Regions from separate parts of the Sus scrofa genome. Here region 1 is linked to region 2. Evidence: chromatin contacts called from public targeted proximity ligation data. All regions are on one chromosome and are shown on one strand. The core of a region is the stretch at or near the end of the contact, and the rest is flanking DNA. Distances in the headings are between cores, read along the strand shown. Region 1 overlaps NSMCE2 (E3 SUMO-protein ligase NSE2). Region 2 has its middle 33 kb from the start of TRIB1.

Region 1 (4,173 bases), core at 1,052-3,551, 290 kb after region 2:
AATAATGAGAGGCGACTTCCAACTAAACAGAAACCCACTAGAGGATGTATCTACTGGAGGTAAAAATCCTTGAGGTATAAGAAATAAAATTTGTTGGGGCTTAAATCAATGGGAATTGACAGAATGTTGGCAACCTCTCTCTGGAATTAAATGTGTTAACTTTTGAAAGCACTTACAAATGTGCCTTTGACATTAAAAATGAGGTTTGCAAAGTAAGCAGGATGATCAAGGTCCCATGGAAAACAGCAAGGCTTGAGCCAGCCAGTGATCTCGAATACAAGGCCTTCCCTGCAAAGGAGAATGCCCGCGATGGCTGGGCCAATATTTGATGGCATGGAGCCTAAGGGAAGCATCTGCCGAGGCCAACTGTGGCTCACACGCAGCCTCGGCTCAGGCTCCAGGGCCCAGCGATGTTGGGGCAAGCTTGAGCACCCAAGTGCTGAACAGGGTAGCCTAAGGCAACAAAGGGAAGGCACCGGGAGAGAGCAGGAAGCTCCTCCGGAAAAGAACTGAGAACCACCCCACACCTGAAGTGATGCTCAGTCAGGTAAGTTCAGACTCAAGTCAGTGTTTTGGTCCACTGGGGGAAGGGGCTTGGAGGGGCCAAAGATGGAAGAAAGATCTAGAAGGGACTCCCACAGCGGTATCTAGAAGAGAGGCCAAGAGAATATCCACAGCTATTTTAGATTATTTTTGTGATTCTTTTTGTTCTTGTTAACCCTTGTTTCCCTCTTTTAAAGGATGTTATTTATTTGTATTCCTGTTTTAGAAATACCAAGCAAAGAAAGGCACAGGGAACGTGCCCCATGCTGCTAATAAGAAGTGCGTTGGGGAAAGAGCATAGCTTTGCATGAGGCAGGCAAAAGAACTAAATAAGTCCCTGAAGAACTCAGGAGGAAAAGAGGGATAAACACATAAACAGGGAACTAGCTGTTGACTGAAAGTGGCTTGGAGATAGGGAGGTGCCGAGGGACTGACCAGCCAAAGGTTCCCTGCCCCTTATTCCACCATATAGAAGCCCACTACCCCAATTCTCCCACTCTTACAGAGAAAGCCCTTCCTAGAAATCCACACCAACCAAATCCTACACATCCTTCAAGAGCTGAACTCAAGCCCTTCCTGCTTTTAATCTCTACCAGCCTAGAAGGGTCTCAATTTATCTTAACATCTACAGTTGATACTTTGGCGCTTTTAAATATAAACGGTCTTGTCTTCTTATATGAATTTGTCTCACTTCTCCAAACAAACTTTAATCCATTGGAGGGCAAGAATGATGCTTTAATGCTCCTGGAATTCAACAAAGAATTACAGCAACTCTTCCTTCAAGATTCTTATGTGGCCATCATATAAATTTGAAAATCAAACTTTTACCAAACTACAAATTGCCCTGCCTCTGATATTCAATTGAGTCAAAATGTAAAGAAGACATGTAATAGAAATTCATTTGCCTGTTCTATTTTCATTTCACTTTTCCTATGGAAAAATGTTGGCACCAGTGCAGGGCGGGGGGCATTATAAAAGTGATGTTAACGTTCACAGGATGACAATTTCAAAGAGGAAAATATTACTGTACACCTCTGCAAGCCTGGAAAGTGACTGCCATGATTAAAAATATACATATAATAATAATAACAGCTGTAACTAAGACTTGTGTTATGCGCCGAGATCGTACTGAACACAATATTTACATTAAACCTCACAGCAACATTAAGAGATAGGTAGCTTTATCTCTGCTTTACATATAAGAAAACCGAAACACTAAGCAGTTGAAGTAACTTGCTCTAGGACACAAAGGTTGTGAGCGGCAGAGCTACGCCTCCAACTCAGACCTTCAAGGTGCAACGTTTGCACACTTGTCCGCCTGGACTAAAAGGTGCTTAAACACAAGAAGGACAAGCAGCTCCAACGCCTCCATAAATATCCAGGGAACAAACCCTCGGGGCAGGGGGAAGAAGAAGACTGCCATGGCCCTGAGCTTCATCTCAGTTCCAGGTGGCCTGTTCCAAGTAGGACACTAGCCAATGCCACTCAAATGCTAACAGGCCTGATCCAGGAAAAGCTTTTCCAAATTCCTAGCCGAGGAAACCGAGGACAAAAAGGAAATGCTTTTCCCCTTTGAGAAGATTACTAAATTTTAAGGTTGGTGAAGAGAGTGGTCTTCCCCGTCCACGAGGCTTACTGGAGGGGCTGTAAGAGCAATCAGGACACTCACTGAATGCCAGGAGAATAACTAAGTCAGCTCTAGCTGCTGGTAGGTCAACCTGCACCAGGCCAAGAACACCAGCTGCAACAGAGATGGCAGCAGCAGCCACTTGATGGCAGCAGCAGAGAAATGTTTAAGGGGAAGGGAAAGGGCCCTGGAAGGCTCCAGCTGGCAAAGATACTTCTGAGTGTCAAAACCATTTCCACTACCTATGCTTTTGACTGTCCTTGGCTGGCCAAGTGGGGTCTGAGTCTAGGAATAGACTCATTTCTTCAATACGCTTTCATTCCCTATAATCGACCCTTGCTTATGTTAATCAAATGAACCTAAGTGATACCCTGCAACATACCTCTTTCAGCCAATGAGTGCGTGGGGCCGTCTCCTGGAGAGAGTGGGGAGGCTCGGTGAGAGCTGTGTAACACATCTGGCACACCAATTAAGCGAGTGCTCCAAGAAGTCAGTTCAGTAGTAGCTGAAATACAGCCCCCTACCCCTGCCCCAGCAAATCAAGTCCAGAGGGTGCAGATTATCTTTGATTTATATTATAAAAATATAAGTGCTTCTGTAAGTACGCCAGTACCACAGCTGTCCTCCTGCAAATCTGGTTTGTCTATACCCTGTGAGCCCGCTCAGCACTCTCCCGAATGTCGTGGGCTGCTAATGGTACCCAAAGAACTCAGAAAGTGTTATTTAGACCAGGAAGGGCCATAGAATTAAACCCATTCTTTAAAGACAGTTTCTGTTTCGTTTAGCTTTTTCCTGTTCAGTGGTAAACCCTAAGAAAATACAAAGAATGATAATAACTGAAGGAGGGCTTCATTTTAGACTGAAGTGCTCTGATATTTACATAAGTATCTGAATGGATGCAGTTGGCCTGTATATGAGTCTCCTAAAGTCATACAAACGTGTAATTATGCGATCCAGGCAGCCACGCTAACCATGTAACCATGTAACCATTAGACATGTCGCCTGTTACTTAACGTCAAAACGCTCTAACAGTGGTATTATAACTATTACTATTCTCTCTTTTGAAGTGTTGAATAAGGCATTGAAGTTACATGATCAGTAAAACATTAAGCAGAAATGGGTGATTATGTGTTGCAATCAAATTCAACTTAAAATTCATGGGACTTCAATGAGAGGAAGATGATAGCTGAAGCAGGAACAAGAAAGCAAAATAATTACATGAAAACAACGCGGGTTATCTTGAATATAAAAGACTAGGGCAAAATGAGGGAGAAGAGATAGACCTGAATAAGGAGAGGAATGGAGATTTAGCTATTTTTACAGATGTAGGCAGACTCAGGTGAGACACACTCCAGGTCTTCTGTGGCTAAACCATGCAGGTAGTAAGCCTGTAACACTGTGCTAATTCTTATGCAGCACAGTATGGACTCGTGAGCACTTATCCAGGGTGAGTTCCAAAATTGCCTAGTGTCTATTCCCACCTTATTTGCTCAACATAACACCACAGTCTAGGTCACTGGTTTAAAAAATGGAGATAGGAGTTCCTGTTGTGGCTCAGTGGTTAACGAATCTGACCAGGAACCATGAGGTTGCAGGTTCGATTCCTGGCCTTGCTCAGTAGGTTAAGGATCTGGCGTTGCCGTGAGCTGTGGTGTAGGTTGCAGACACGGCTCGGATCTGGCGTTGCTGTGGCTCTGGCATGGGCCAGCGGCTACAGCTCCAATTGGACCCCTAGCCTAGGAACCTCCATATGCCATGGGTGTGGTCCTAGAAAAGGCAAAAAGACAAAAAAAAAAAAAAAAAAAAAAGAAAAGAAAAGAAAGAAAGAAAAGAAAAATGGAGATAAAGATCCTTTATCTCGGCTTCCCTAGGCCCAGGTGGGCGTGGTCAACAGACCAATCAGACTTTGGTTCCACACCAGCCACCAGTTCAGCAAGAAGGGAAGGTAACTGATGCCTCTAAGAGATGCAGCTTCTTGAGCAACTCTACTAAATAAGGTCCCT
Region 2 (3,931 bases), core at 1,118-3,617:
CGGCATAGGTCAGCAGCTACAGCTCCAATTGGACCCCTAGCCTGGGAACCTCCATATGCTGCAGGTACGGCCCTGAAAGAACAAAAAATAAAATAGAGCTGCTATATAATCCAGCAATTCCACTCCTGGGGGCAATCCAGAAAAGATGAAAACTCTTAATTCCAAAAGATACATGTATCCCAATGTCCACAGCAGCACTATATATAATAGCCAAGACATGGACACAACTTAAGCGTCCATCAACAGATGATAGGTTTAAGACAGTGGTGTATGTACGTATATACAATGGAATATTACTCAGCCATAAAAAAGAATGAAATATGGAGTTTCCCTGCTTGTGGCTGGGGTTGCTGCCGTGGCACAGGTCCGAGTCCTGGCCCTGGAAATTTCACATCACATGAGCATGGCCGGAAAAAAAAAAAAAGATATACAAGCTCCAGAGATATTTGTCAAGATTGCCATGTGTACATGGAAGTTTAGTAAGGTAAAAAAGGGAGAATAATTTACTTAGAATAACTTGTACTACAAAAAAATTCAATTAATTATGATCTATACCTACTGCCCACCAAAAGATAAAATCCAGTTAGATCATATGGTTATTTGTTCATCCACTTACACCCACTGTGATGGCCAATTTTATGGGTTTACTTGATTGGGCCACAGATACTTAATCAAATATTATTCTAGTTGTTTCTGTGAGGATGTTTTTGGATACCGTTAACACATAAATCCGCAGACTGAGTAAAACAGATCACCCTCCCTCATGCCAGCAGGTCTCATCCAGACAGTTGAAGGCCTGAAGAGAACAAAAAACTTGACCATTCCCCCTATCAAAGGGAATTCTTCTTTTCTGACTGCCTTTGATCTAGGACAATAACTTTTTTACTGCCTTCAGACTCAAACTAAAACATCGGCTCTCCTGGGTCTCCAGATTGCCAGCTGCCAGATCTAGAAACTTGAGAGCCCCCATAATTATGTGAGCCAATTCCAATAAATAAAAAATAATAGAAAGATGATAGATAGATAGATAGATAGATAGATCCTATTGGCTATATTTCTTGGGAGAACCTTGAACTGCCTACATCAACTGCCTTTTTTTTCTACATATGAACTTAGATATAAATGATGAGAGAAGTTATATTCATAATAGCCCAGAAACGGAACTGCTTATGTGTCTATCAACAGGAGAATGAACAAGCAAACTGTGATATATCCATACAATGGAATACTACTAAGCAATAAAAAGGAATCCTGCTGGTATACACAAAACTACGGGAGCATCTCAAAAGCGTTATGCCAAGGGAACAAAGCCAGATAGAGAAGACCACATACTATATGTTTCCATTTATACAAATCTCTGGAAAATGTGAATTTAATAAACGGCAGCTATGAGCAGATCGGTGGTAATTGGGACCAGGTACAAGGGAATATGGGATAATAGAAATATGTTGCATATCATAACAGAACAAAGGGTGGGGGAAAAAATGTAATTGTAATGTATACATGTAAGGATAACCTGACCCCCTTGCTGTACAGTGGGAAAATTTAAAAAAATTATTAAAAAAAAAAAAAAAAAGCCTATCAAGGAACATAAAAAAAAAAAAGAAATATGTTGCATATCATGATTATAGCGGTGGTTACATGGGTGTATACATTTGTTAAGCTCATCAAACTATATGCAGTTTATGCATCCTATTTATGTAAATTATACCACTCAAATTGGAACTCGAGCTTCCCAGAGGCCAAAGCAAAAAGAGAAAAAGAAATATTCACAAGCTTTCCTATGCCCAGAGGAGAAAAATTGCAAAGTTCATAAAATAAAATTGGATCACAGAGATATGGTGGCTTCTGAGCATTGTGGGAACACAGAAAAGGAAGTGACTCATTCTGTTTGGGAAAACCAGGAAATGCTACAGAGATGAGGGTAGGGGGAAAAAAATTGCTAATGCTGACTGTTTGGGGAACGTGGATGTGAGAGGGTGGGATCGGGCTTCTGGATGGGAAACAATCAGCTTAACTCATTTCCTAGTTGTCCTTCAACTCTAAAGAGGGGGGATCGGAGGTCACATTCTCAGGAAGCAGGAAGCAGGCTGGGGCCAGAGCCTCCGTCTCTGCAGGGCCTGAGGAAGGAACTGTCACCCCACAGCCGGGAGGGGACATGTCATTTATTTACCCACCAGTGTGTCACAGATCCCTCCAAACGAGGCTCAGAGCCCAGCTGGACCTTGTCTGGAAGGCCTTCGCTGGGTCAGCACTAACCCTCTGGCTGCCGGTGTGTGCGGAGGTGGGGGTCCCCGGGGGAGGGTCGGAGCTGCGGGAGAGGCGAAAGGATGACCAGCCCGTTCAGAGCGTGTTAGGATCTTAGCAGGCGATCCGGCTGCTGTGTGGGTCCGTTATCAGCGGTGGCCCCTCCCACGCGGATGGACCTCCCCTCCCAGCTGCCTTCCGCAGCCAGAGTCAGGCCTGATTATCACCAGCTAATGAGAATTCCTGGTCTTGGTCATCTGCCCACTTTCAGGAATTTGCTATTCATGAGAAATGTCAACTTTACGAAAACGAGCCCTGTGTGTCAGCTCTTTTTCCCACATTCAGGGTTTACAGCTGACAGGAGTTTGTTTCACATGATTTGCTGATGGGAGAAGAGGTCGTAATCCAGGAAACAGCTCTAGCAAATCATCCCTGAGCCAGCAGGGTGTTCTGGAACATTCTTTTTATTTTTCCCCTTAGAAACCACTTGAAAAGGGAAGCGTTGGGATTTAAACAAGGTTAAAGTGGAAGACTTGGTGCCCAAAGGGTTCATGTTCCCAGGGTAGCCCAGAATGGCTACAGGATTGAGAAGGATTCTGGAAACTTCGAGGGAACCCCCAGTGCCTGCCAGAGGAGAATTGTTATTCAGGAGTATAACACCTCATGATATGACATTGTTTTATTCACTCATAGGATTGAAACTAGTGAGTCCACTATGTAGACAAGGATAAAATGCAAGCTCTCTGGTCCCGGGTAAGTAGTGCGGCTCATTTCAACCAAGCACCATCCCCTCAAGCACGTCTGGTCATTTGACTTTCTTTTTGCTCCTAATCTGACTTCTGGACCAACAGAGAATTAACTTCATAAAGATAACAATGCCAGCCTGTGGAATTCTCACAGGGCATGTCCAGAGGAGGCATATGCTTTTGACCACAAGACTGGGAAGGGATATTTCTGAGGGAGAACTAACTTCCTTAAAGGGAGAGACCCTAGCTTTTAGGGGTTTGAAACAATAACTCTGGATGGAGCCAAGCACAGGAAATATTAAAGCTCTCCAAACACTCAGAGAGAACAGGAAGGGCCTGCCACCCATCCCCAAGCAGTGCCGGGTCTCCTCCAGGGCTCATCCAGCCTCCACCAAGTTCCCAAAGAAACGTGACATCCTAGAGCCATAATCCTGATGAATGGGTTTGTATGGCACCCCAATGTTTATGAGGGCTCTCAACCAAGCTTCCCACAGCCCACCAAGGAAGGTTGAGAAGGCTTTACTGAGATTGAGACACTGAGGCTAGGAAAAAGACCCCAAGCTCATTTAGTTAGTCAAGGGAAAAACAGCCTAGTTGTCAACAGCTTTGTCTCTGCAGTCTTGCTGAAACCCTGGCTGGCTGCCTTCAACTCATTGCCTTACTCCCTGGAGCTGGTTCCCTGCCCCTGCAGTATGGCGCATGCTCCAGGAATGGGGTTCCATGGCCACACTACCAGGGGTCAGAGCTCCATCATGTACCAGTTGAGTGACGGTGGACAGGTTATTTCACCTCTGTGCTTAGTTTCCTCATCTCTAAGATGGGGATGATACTGGTACCCAAGGCACATGACACTCAGCAACATATGGGGGAGAAAGAAGCCAAACAAACCCAAAGGGCTACACTGCATGATTCATTCTCCTTGTTATTCAAAGTGGGCC

What was found.
Region 1: a targeted proximity ligation map of skeletal muscle shows a contact between it and region 2. A contact is called at or near these places in 1 of 47 Hi-C or Micro-C datasets (skeletal muscle) and 2 of 2 datasets of targeted methods (alveolar macrophages and skeletal muscle).

Annotation. Positions count from the first base shown.
Region 1 is chr4:14,550,485-14,554,657 of Sscrofa11.1, forward strand. The region is part of intron 2 of NSMCE2 (E3 SUMO-protein ligase NSE2); the gene reads right to left. Among named protein-coding and RNA genes, the nearest start is that of WASHC5, 46 kb to the right of the region's middle.
Region 2 is chr4:14,263,559-14,267,489 of Sscrofa11.1, forward strand. No RefSeq gene overlaps it. Among named protein-coding and RNA genes, the nearest start is that of TRIB1, 33 kb to the right of the region's middle.